2 separate regions of the Sus scrofa genome follow, and region 1 is linked to region 2. Evidence: chromatin contacts called from public HiChIP or PLAC-seq data. All regions are on one chromosome and are shown on one strand. Each heading gives the region's core, a stretch centred on a gene start, on an enhancer-like site or on the middle of the called end of the contact. The rest is flanking DNA. Distances are from core to core; before and after follow the strand shown.

What was found. HiChIP or PLAC-seq counts read pairs in DNA pulled down with a chosen protein or histone mark.
Region 1: an H3K27ac HiChIP or PLAC-seq map of alveolar macrophages shows a contact between it and region 2. The contact joins the promoter of MAP4K3 here to the promoter of THUMPD2 in region 2. A contact is called at or near these places in 1 of 47 Hi-C or Micro-C datasets (heart right ventricle) and 2 of 2 datasets of contacts at active chromatin or transcription factors (alveolar macrophages and skeletal muscle).

What each region holds. Positions count from the first base shown.
Region 1 is chr3:100,885,876-100,891,969 of Sscrofa11.1, forward strand. It overlaps MAP4K3 (mitogen-activated protein kinase kinase kinase kinase 3), which reads left to right and starts at 1,273. Exons shown (of 34, transcript XM_021088336.1): 1 at 1,273-1,651. The coding sequence starts at 1,556. It overlaps TMEM178A (transmembrane protein 178A), which reads right to left and starts at 1,148. Exons shown (of 7, transcript XM_021088345.1): 1 at 1,043-1,148.
Region 2 is chr3:100,555,051-100,560,990 of Sscrofa11.1, forward strand. THUMPD2 (THUMP domain-containing protein 2) reads left to right here and starts at 2,118. Exons shown (of 12, transcript XR_001303323.2): 1 at 2,118-2,283; 2 at 4,127-4,366.

The DNA.
Region 1 (6,094 bases), core at 23-2,522, 330 kb after region 2:
CTTGAGAATTTAGTAAACATGCAATCTTGCCATAAGCCAAAGGATTGAAAAGACAAAAAAAGTATGAGGCAGTTAACTCTAAGTATTTCACTTGACTATTATTTGATTATACTTATTTTATCCTCAACTGGTTTGATAAGACCTAGTTTCTCAGGGAGCCATAAGGCATTTGGGAACATTAATGTTCAGAAGATGTGGAGCCTAAGAGTATTAGGAAAGCGTTTCTGAAGCAAAGCTCCAAAGTGGTATTGCCAAAGTGGCCATCACCTACCTACTTGATCAAAGCTTTTGAGAATGCCTAGTGGTCAATTTATCGAGAACAAAAATTAATCCCCCATACCCACATGCTTTCTTGGACAGATGGTAAGAGCTGGTGCTAGTGTTCACAGAGATGGCACGCAGTGCTTGCAATCTGGGTCTTATGCAGGGTGGGGCTTAGGGTAGGTAAACTATAGAGCTTCCATATCATCACGTGTTGACATTTCAGCTGTGGGAAGGGATCTTGTCCACACTTCACCCCAACCCTCACCTCTCCTCCAGAAGGTTGCTTGACAGCTTACACAGTCCCCGCCCGGGTCTTTGATATCCAGACGTCTCTGGTCAAGGTCAAGCTTTAGTGCTGGGCTCTGTCTGCTCCCACGCCCTTCATGGAGGCTAGCTGGAGGCCGTTTGGCGCATTTTCTCTCGTGTTTTCCCACGCCCACCGACTCCTCCCAGCCGCCCTCCTGGCCTATCTTCTTTTGCACACTGGCAGGTCAAGTCCAAGGGCCTGAGTGGACCACGCACAGCTCACTTTCCCAAGGGCTTTCCTCAGGACGACCCCTGAAAGTCTGTGGTAGTGGGCTGTGTTCTATATGTAGCTGTTTCTGAAAAAAAGAATAGTTTGGGTCACTGGTCGTCTTGCAGATTAAAACTATGCTACCTGCTTAGGATGTGGACCTGATGAGGCGCTGGGGGAATGAGAGGCCACCAAGGGCTCTTTTCTGCTTGCCCCCCTCCCCCAGTCCTTCCCCCCGGCCGGTGGTCCCAGGGGCACGCGAACCTTTTCTGGCACCTCACGGCAGCCGTCGCGCGCGGGTCCACGGTCCGCTCGGGCCGGGTAGTGCAGGCAGTCTGCCCTAGCTCGAGAGGCGCGCGAAGCGGAGCGCGCACCGGGCGGGCCGCGCGCGGGGTCGGAGAGCGCTCCCTCCGGGATCGCGGCTGCGCAGTCGCGCCAGAGCCGGGAAAAGAGGGAGGAGGGTGGAGGAGCCGGAGTAAGGGGAGGGGGAGGAGCGGCGAAAGCGGAAGCCATGTTGGAGTTTCACCCGGAGCGAGGGGCTGCGAGCGTTCTTCGCTCCGTGTGGGTGTGACCCGGGTTCGGCGCCGCGGCGGGCTGCGGGGGGCGGGGACGGTTAGGCCGGTCGTCGTCGTCCGCGGCGGCGGCCGCAGCGTGGGGCCGGGCGATTGTGACCGCCGGGGGAGCAGGGGGCCGGCTGCGGCTCCCACTCTCCGTGTGGCCCCCTGAGCGCCCCCCTCCCCTGCTCGGGAGGGAGGCGGGGGGCACCCGGGGCCCGCCATGAACCCCGGTTTCGATCTGTCCCGCCGGAACCCGCAGGAAGACTTCGAGCTGATTCAGCGCATCGGCAGCGGCACCTACGGCGACGTCTACAAGGTGAGGGTGAGGGGCCGCGCGCCGCCGAGGCCTCGGGGGCGCTGACCCGCCGCGGGGAGGGCCCGGGGCGCCGGCGAGCCGCTGCCTCTCGGCGAGAGACGCTGGCGTCCGGGAGCCGTGGGGGAGGAGGAGCAGCGGGCGCCCAGGGCTCCGCGGCCGTGCAGCGAACAAAGGGCCAGACGATTAACCCGGGGACCTCCGAGTCCTTACCTGATCTTGCCCCGGACGCACATTTCCCGGGGAGGGCTGACCGGCGGCGGCTACGCTGCTCATCCGCGCGCAGAGAGGGTCATCGCGTTTGTTGCATTGGCAGGATCCGGGCGGCCAGCCGGACCGCAGGGGTTTGGCGTCTGTCAAACCTGCGTGCTTCATGCGGACCTGGGGTTGTCCGCGATGCGTTGGCAACTGCTGTCCTCCAGACCTGGTGGTGATTGCACTGGGCAGCCGACATCGACCACCCCTCAGCTTTTAGCCTCTTAGCGTCCGCAGGCTAGTTTCTTTTAATTTTCCAAGTAATGACTTTGTTTTGTAAAGAAAGAGAGATCTAGTTAGTATAACTTTCTCTCTCTGACGAAAGAGCAACTTTGTTTTCTCCAGCTCAAATCGGAATATGGTGCTTTATTAAACTTGTTTTTGCTAGTGGTACATAGGAATCAGCTTTTTTTTATTTAGCAAATACTTAGGAAAGGTACTGGTATGACAAGGTGAGGATTCAAAGTCCATTAGTAGTACAGCATTCCTGTTGTAGAGGGACCACTTCTAAATGTGGGAGATAAATCATGCTTCCCTGGCCAGCTCAACTCTTGGCCCCGCAGAGACTGCCAAGAAGAGGAGGCTAGTGCCAAATGTGGCAGCAGTCTTGATTTGGTCGAGTATCTTCTTACTTGTAACTGAAGTGGAACTCCTCCTGTTTCACATAACACCTGAAGCTGTGCAAGGGAACTAATTTTACTTTGGAAAGTTTAGTCTTAACTTTCTTTTGTCCAGATTGAAGCGGTAGATTTTTGCTTTTGCTTCACTGTAACACATATGGTAAGGTAGGTATTTAGTACAGTGCAGCCAGTAATCTGCATTAGTCTTGTTTTGTGGATGATTTGCTTTCCATCATCACTTATTTCACCACTTTTCTGCATAAAACAACACGGGTGCCTTGCATATAAGGTACTGTGCATCTTTCGAAGCACTTGGGTTATAGTAGTAAAAGAGACATCTTCCCAAGTCTTACTTGTCTTTATTTTTTGGAGAGGAACAATATTAAATAACCATTGAAATAATTTTATTGCAGTTTTATTTTGTGCTGCAGAGGAGAAGAGAGGATTAGGATTAGGGTTATGAGAGCATATAACAGAGGGACCTCATCTCCTCTGAGGAGTCCGAGGCAGTGAAGAGGGGGATATGCCAGTTAGAGGGAGCATGATCTGTGAAGGCTTGGAGGCCCCAAGGAACAGGGTAAGGATTTAAAGAAGGCATGTATGGCCTGAGCAGCCAGAGGGGGATTATGGTTTCAGAATCATGCAGGCCTTTTAGGTCTTATAAAGAGATGGGACTTCTCTTTAGCCCAAAAGGGAGCCATTGCAAAGGTTTTAAGTAGGAGAGTGAACTTAGATTTGGATTTTTATCAGGTTTGCCTTCTGTCGTGTGGGGAATGGAGATGGAGGGCCAGGGGTAAAGAGCAGCTAGGAGGTCACTGTGAGAATGACCATTATGGTATTGTGTTTGGAATTTGTAGGGATTGTGAAAGTCGAAGTGAGTGGATCCAGGTAGCTTAGAGGTGGTTTAAGGGAGTCTGGTTGTATCCAGATACAAAGTTAACTGAAACTTTGCTGATGTGTCAGACTTAGGTGGCATTGTGGACAGTAAATTCTTTTTCAGTTCTTTGCAAAAATAATTGGCCATTATTTACTATATTTAGAAAAAAACAGCTGGTAGTTAAGCCACATGATTAAAAAGTAAAAAAAAAAAAAAAAATTAGGGCCTGTGATTTCCTAAGGACGTCTAAGTACAGTACAGGCATAAGTTGATTATTGTTGTCGTCTGTTTAAAATAATGATAATATAAGCTAACATTTGTAGAGTGCTTATTCCTTACCAGGCACAGCTCTTAAGACTTCTCCATGTATTAACTTACTTAATTCTTACAACAATCCCTGAAATAGACCCTGTTATTAAGTCCATTTTGCAATGGAAGAAACTGAGGCACAGGGAGGTTATGGTAACTTGCCAAAGTTGGTAGGTGGCAAAGCCAAAATGTGAACCAGTTCCTTTAGCCACTGCATTCTTAACCCTTAGGCAGTACTGCTTTTGTCTGAAGACGGGATATAGACAGATAATATATTATCGAATTTCCAGTGGAGAAACAGAGGCACACACTTGGTTCAGTATTTCATTTGCAACCACACTTTGAGTTAAAGTGGATCTTTAAGTAGTAGTTGGAATACCTAACTCCTGCTGTGCAGCCAGGCCTCACTGTTTTTGTAGAGTCTGCCAAGGGGACATCAGATAATAAATGCTTGATCCCTGCCTGCCAGACTCTTAATACCAGGGGCCCAAAGCAGAGAAACGCCGTGTGGTTTTTGGCATCATATCCTCTGCTTGCTAAATAACCAAAGGCTTAAACTATTTGTATTTTTGTCTGAACATAATCATGTTTATGCTGTAAAGATAATAGGTTTTTTTTTTGTTTTTTTTTTTTTTGTCTTTATTTTTAAGGCTGCATCCGAGGCATATGGAGTTTCCCAGGCTAGGGGTCAAATTGTAGTTGTGGCTGCTGGCCTGCACCACAGCCATAGCAACATGGTATCCGAGCTACATTTTCGACCTACACCACAGCTAAGCTCACGGCAACGCTGGATCCTTAACCCACTGAGCGAGGTCAGGGATCGAACCTGAGTCCTCATGGATACTAGTTGGGTTCGTTAACCTCTGAGCCACAATGGGAACTCCGATAATAGGTTTTTTTGCATTTGTTTTGCTGTTTTGAGTTTTCATTAATTTTAGAAATGGTGGTAAGTAGAGAGGTGTGCATTAAAAGTTTTTTAAAAAGCCAGTATATATAATTTGCTCCTTAATTTGTTAGTGTTTAGGTGCTAAAAATGGAATGATCTGGTTAAGTAAATAAGTTAGAGACCTGATTATTTATAGTCATTCTTAGAAGGTTGGTGTTTTAAGGGACTTTTATTTTGAATACTATGTCCTACCCAATTTAATAATATGCTTATTATATTTAAGGTGGCTTGATTTAGTTAAGAAGTACTGAGTTAGGATGTGGAAGATCTGGTATGTGTTAGCTTTGTGGCCTTGTAAATTCATTTAGCCTGTCAGAGCTGTTTTGTGAAAGTATTACCATCATATGCCCTTCTATTTATGGTGTTAAATGACTTGAGTTTCACTCAATAAATAAGTTTTCATTTTTTTGAGGCCCCAAAATGCAAAAATACATTTCCTCTGCACTGTATTAAAAATACATGAAAACATAGGTTAAAAGGTCATACATACTTTCAAATGTCCTGTAACTCTGGGCTTTATCTGGTAGATGGAAGTGACCTAGGGACCTGGGAGTTAGAGCTAGAAAGAGCTCTGTGCTTAGGCCTCAGGAGGCCTACAAAACCCTCTTAAATTAATAGGCTTAATGTTGTATGTGTGTATTTTTTCTGGAGAGATGGCTTATGTTATTCATTATGTTTTCAGAGAAGCCCATGTTCCCTGAAAAGAATGATCTATTGATTTGTCTTTTGAAAAAGATTTTTTGGATAAGTTAGGTAGTTCTATACCATATCATGTTTTTTTTGCTTTATTTTTATTACTCAAATGAATTTATCACATCTGTAGTTGTATAATGATCATAACAATCCAATTTCACAGGATTTCCGTCCCATAACCCAAGCACATCCCCCCGCCCCCAAAATGTCTCCTCTGGAGACTGTAAGTTTTTCAATGTCTGTGAGTCAGCATCTGTTCTGCAAAGAAGTTCAGTCTGTACTTTTTTCAGATTCCACATGTCAGTGAAAGCATTTGGTGTTGGTGTCTCATTGTATGGCCGACTTCACTTAGCATGATAGTTTCTAGGTCCATCCATGTTGCTGAAAATGCTGGTATTTCATTCTTTTTAATGGCTGGGTAATATTCCATTGTGTATATGTACCACATCTTCTTGATCCACTCCTCTGTCGATGGACATTTAGGTTGTTTCCATGTCTTGGCTACTGCAAATAGTGCTGCAATGAACATGGGAGTACCTGTGTCTTTGCGAGTCGTCGTTTTTTTCTGGATAAATGCCCAGAAGTGGGATCGCTGGATCAAATGGTAGTTCTATTTTGAGTTTTCTGAGGAATCTCCCTACTGCTTTCCACAGTGGTTGCACCAATTTACAGTCCCACCAACAATGTACCTAGGGTTCCTTTTTCTCCACACCCTCTCCAGCACTTCTTGTTTGTAGACTTTTTGA
Region 2 (5,940 bases), core at 868-3,367:
TGGAACCCATATCCTCATGGACACTAGTGGGGTTCTTAACCCACTGAGCCACAGTGGGGTCTCTGAGACATTTTTTTAATGAGAAGCAGAAATGATGGAGGAAAGGGTATTTGCATAATAGGAGGAGAATTCCAGGCAAACGTTCTCTCAGAAAACCAGTCATTTTCTCCTTAAGGAGGCAACACTCCACCTATTTCATCTCAAGCGTGGTGTGAAAAGCATAGTTGGAAGGCCAGTGCTACAGCAGGGTCCAAAGGTGAGTAAATGCACTTGACTCCCCACTGGAACAAAAGTAGCCCCTCACCTTGCTGACCCAAGGCTCCTAGGGGGACCAAGACAACAGAAGAAGGGAAAAGTGAGGAGAGGTAAGAGGAATATTGGCTCTAGAGGACTGCAGTCTCAACTCAGCCTTAGTTCTGTCCAGGAATTGGTGGCCAGCCCAAGGCTGGAGAAGTTATTTCTGAATCTGCCTTGAGCAGCACTGCCTTAATCTGCTCCTACCCACCTCTCTACCTTTATCTCTCATGACCTCATCTAATTTATGGTCTAATAATACCTAACTGCTATTATAGCCTTTCTGTCACACACACACACACACACACACACACACACACGCTCACATTTGCACCTGCTGCTCCATCTACCTAAAACACTACACCACTACTACACCGCCACCCCTACCATCCCCAATAAGTCATTTCACTCACTTGCCAGAGACATACATTTGATAGTGTCTATATATCTGATTCATACAACTACAGAGTTAATTCAATGCTGTTCGTTTTATAATATTTATAAGAATTCTGTTCTCCCCAAGTAACATATTCATTGTCAATTTAAAATTCAGAGTTTTAAAGAATCCCTTTAAATACTGTAAAGAGAGTTAATCAAATTAGGTGGCCCAGACTGAATGTACATTCATTACCCTGATGGTTAATTTAGTGCATGAAATGTGACCTGTGAACATAAACACATTTCGTTGGAGAGCAGGAATTTCTGCTCTTTTGCCTGAGGATTCCCAGTTTGGGTGTAATGCTTGGTGAGGACAGAGCAGGGCTTCAAATGTGAGAAGAGTAGGGGAAATGGTGAAGGAGTAGAATGGAGGGAGTTGGGAAGAAGGAAATAAAGCTCAGTATATTAGATATAAAGATGGCTAGGCTCCAGTGTCAGCTGTGCCACTAACCCATGGTCCCTTGCCTTCTCTAGGTATCAATTTCCTCAATCTGAAAAACAAGACAGATGAATGAGATGATATTATACACCCTTTAAAAAAATCTTTCATGACTATATATTTTTAAATGATATCAGAGATATAATGTGTTTTAAAGTTATGCTAATGCATAGCATGCTTGATTTCTATTGCTTGTTTTTATTATTATTATAGTCAAAGGGTAGAAATGAGAGCACATGTTATGATGCCATATTATTCAAGTTCTGACTTCTGATGAACTGTCTTCTCTGAGGTACAAGAAAAGGGCCTATTACTCAGGTATCTTGATTTTGTTATACTCCTTTTAAGCGTAGCAGTTACAGATGTTAATTTGAAAACATTTTTTTAACAGGTTATTCTTTTCATTTGCCAACAATTAATCAGTTGGAATAGGATTTCTTATTCATACATCTTGCTCTTAGCACGAATCATCTTATCTCCTACTCACTACAGGAAGGGAATTAGGGTGAAACCTATTGGATATTTTAAGTAATGCATCAGTCTTTGCGGTATTCCATAATCTATGTTGCTTCCCTACTGACATCATTCATTTTCTTAACACTGTGAGGCCCTGAGCATCTGAGGCAAAGTTATGTCATGATACCATTTGCCAAGTACCTAACAATCAATGGCAGGCTTTATTCATTCTAAAGTGAATTCAGCCACCTTCTGTGAATACATCCTTTTTATATAACACAATTATATATCTCAGTCATTTCCCTTTCACCTCTGATTCTAAATCATTCCAGATGCCTAATCAAGGAGGTTTCACGCAGTTAACCAAGGAGATCCAAAGACGCCCCTCCCAGCCAATCTGACCCTCCCGGGACCTTTCCCGGGTCTTTTTAGACGACATCTGACCTTCCGGCCCCTGCCGGCACTTCCGGGGCCTCGGGGACGCGCCGCGCGCTCCCGAGGCCACGTGACCTCCCCCCTCTTCCAAAGCCATGGCGGCAGTGACCGAAGATCTCCACTTCGGGCCCGCAGCGGGCACCCGCTTCTTCTGCACCGCGAGCCGCGGCCTGGAGCCCTTCCTGCTGCGGGAGGTGCGGACGCGGCTGAGGGCCACGCAGGTGAGTCGGCATCGACGCGTGCCCGGGCAGGAAGCAAGGCACCTCCCCGCCGGGTCCGTCTCAGATCCCGGAAAATGACGCGAAGAACCGCGCGCTCGGCTTCCGAACCCACCGAGGCGACGTCCCAGCCCTCGGAGTTCTACTGGCGTATAAATATCCAATGTGCTGTAGTATATAGTGTGTAGCGTACTTTAAGCAAATATATTGGGTAAAATTAAGCTTTATTTTGTAATAATGTTTAATATACTAAACACTGCTACTTATTATAATAAAGGTAGGAACAGTAATTTTTAAGATACAATTCAACATACTAGAGGTGTCCCTAATGCCAGCTGGACAGAGGCCCTGTCTGATTAGTTGACCTTTATCAACCCATCTAGAAAAGATAACATTAACTCAAGTCCTGATAAGCCACCCAATTTTTACTTTTTAGTGGGTCATGATGATAGAGGGTAGTGGGGTTCAGCTAGGAAGATAGTCACGTTCTTAGTTATTTAATGGGATGACTGCATAAGAGTTTATTGGGGGTTTTTTTGTTTTGTTTTTTGAAGATTCTCTGCTCCTCGTAGACTGGATACCTTTTTAAGAATTAAAATATATTTTTTAATTCTCCTAAAATGAACCAAAAAAGCTCACACACCACCTCAACCCTTCACTTAGCACTTTAAAATTAATTCCGAAATTAAATGGCATCCGTAGAATAAGGAAAAATTCGGTATCTCCTTATGTTACTATACATTACGATTTTGCCTGGGCTTAAGCTTTTCATCTTTGTGTTACACTTGAATACCTGAACTTTAAAAGAAAGGCAAAATGCTAACTGCTTAGACATGTTAGCGGATAATAAAGCTGTTTTTACTTTAATAAAGGCTGTTATTTTATCTTCTGAAGTGTTAGACATAAAATCAGCTGGCTTTAGACACTTTGTTATGGTTTAATTCCAAATGGAAAAAGCATATTGTATATATAAATAAATTTTCAAGTAATAAATTCTAGGATGAAATATTCTAAAATGCCACAGTTCTCCCCAAGTGTTGTAATTGAATATGCATCAGTTAAAAGCAATAAAGTGAAGAAAAACAGTATCAGTAGCTTCAGCAGTGTTTGAAATTATAAATACCAAAATGCATTTCTTTCTACTACTTCAAGACATGATACTTTATCTTCACAAAGGGTTAATCTTTAAAGTGTGTTCTTGTATATGATTTTCACAGTGGCTTTCTACAATTTTGTAAACTACTTTTGATTACATGCTCTTCACTTGTAAAAGGAATGTAGGCCTAATGATAATTTTTTTTAATAAAGAGAATAATGATGCTTTTGATTTTGAGAGTGTATTTGGCAGTTTAATGCCCCAACCCATATTATTCTAATGTTTGGGCACCCCAAATAAAGGACCTTTTAGGTCCTCTTAATTAACTTGACTTTTCAGTTGTTTTGTTTTCTACCCTCCATAATGATATTTTTAGAGGAAGTTCATTTTATAAACTTTCCTTTGATATTCAAGTGAGAAAAGATCTTTGTACAAATAGCTAATGTAATGTCTAGCTCACTGACTACTTATCACTGGTCTACATGTTCGCATCAGTTTGTTTGTAAGACTTGAACCTTAAAACCATACATTTCCAGTGAAATATTTCGGTTCCCCCACAATCTTGACAAGACAAGGTATTTCATGTATGTTAACTTGTTTTGTGATAGCTTGACATCAGCTCTATTTTTAGGTCAAGTAATATAAAATCTAAACTTTTAAAAATTTACTCTTTAGAAGTGTTCCCAAGTTCTAAACATCTTGAGGTAGTTTTGACTTTAGTCAAAGACCCACAGGGGCCCCTCCTTCCAGGTAATTCTACCCTTCCCACCCGGGTCTCCTTCGGCAACCAGCTGCCTGCCAGCCCCTGCCCGCCACTTGCGGGGACGCGCCGCGCGCGCCCGAGGCCACGTGACCCTGAAAGCCATGGCGGTAGCGACGGGAGATCCCCGCTTCGGGCCTGCAGTGGGCGCCCGCTTCTTCTGCACCGCGAGCCGCGGCCTAGAGCCCTTCCTGCTGCAGGAGGTGCGGGCGCGGCTGAGGGCCACGCAGGTGAGTCGGCGTTGCCGCGTGCTAGGCAAGAAGTGGGGTGGCCCTGTCCCCGCCCTTGGCCGTGGCCCCTCCCGCCAGGGGCGGTCGCAGACCCCGGAAGGTGTCGCGAAAACCCGCGCTTTCGCAGTTCTGCTGGCATGTCCTTTAATTACTGTTGGAAAGAACCGCCAGTCATTTTTCCTAAACATCTGTTTCAGCTGAAGTTTTTTTTAAAAGGCCGGGTTTGAGTTCCTTGGTGGCCTGGCAGTTAAGGACCCGGCATTGTCCCGGCTATGGTGCGGGTTCCATCAATGGCCTGGAAACTTCCTCCTGCCGTGGGCGGGGCCAAAACAGGGGAGGGGTGGTTGACGCAAGTTATGTCCTACACTGTTTAAAAGAAAACGTTCGATAATGCCTGTAATTAGAATTAGACCTGTCAAGAGACTCTTCTCCATCCTTTAAATGCAAATATAATCTTAAGGTTCAGCCACTTTTGTCAGTTTCCTATTTATTTCATAGGATTGTTGGGAGGAGCAAATGAAACAGGATATGTAAAGTACACCTTAGGCAGTAAAGAGTAGCTAGAAAAATAATTTAATTCTTAGAGCCGTGAGAGACCAACTTCTGGGGAAGTCAACATTTGCAGGTATTTATATGCTGTTAATTTCAACGAGATGAAAGTTGTAAATTTAGGTTCTAGGACATGCTGAGCCGGTTTCTCGAAAACAGAGGAAAAAAATAGAAAAAGTCTCCAGTAACTAGATGGAGTATATATGACGGTGTGAATGATATGTTTTGGGGAAGTGAAAGTTTATTCAAAGAAATTGACCACTCCACTCCCAGGACCCCTGCAGTATTGAAAGCCCACAAAGGAGTTTCTGTGATGAGAGGGTGGGGAGAGGAGGATAGACTAAAGAATGGCATCAGTCTTATTAGACTACCTGCCACTTGTGGTTTTGGTCAGAGAATTTCAGGGAGTGTTAAATATAGTTAATCTAAAATAGCAATGCTATAACAATTACTGGTATGGATTAAGCAATTAACGTGTATGGAGTTTTCATAACAACCGTATGTTGTGAGGTAGGCTCCACATTTAACAAAAATGGAAAATGAAGCATGGGTAAATTCAGTAAGTTATTCAAGTCATGGAACCAGAAAATGGCATAGCTGGTGTTCAAACCCAACTTTCTGTGAAATCAGGCACAAATGTGTTATCATATCGAGCCCAGGCAAACTGACACCTGGGATCAGTTCCTTGACCATTGTGTGGCCATGACATCATGCTACACTGGTTATTTTTTAAATGTTAGAGTTCTTGGTATGAAGAATAGAAGGTTTGACCCAATTTGATTACGCTGCATTATTAGAAGAAAGAAAGATGCTCTCTTCTTTTTCTCAGTCTTTGCCAGTTGCATCTCCATGGTATAGTTTCATATGTTCCTCTATCCTCTGTATTTCCTGTGTGTTGGAGTCCTGTAGGTTTAATCTAGTGCTTGGTCATATTTAGGTTTGACTTTTTTCCTCCTAGTGTTGGGGTAAGCCTATTTAGAGGTTCCTGGATATTTTTAAATATTTAATTTGCAGCATATAAGTAT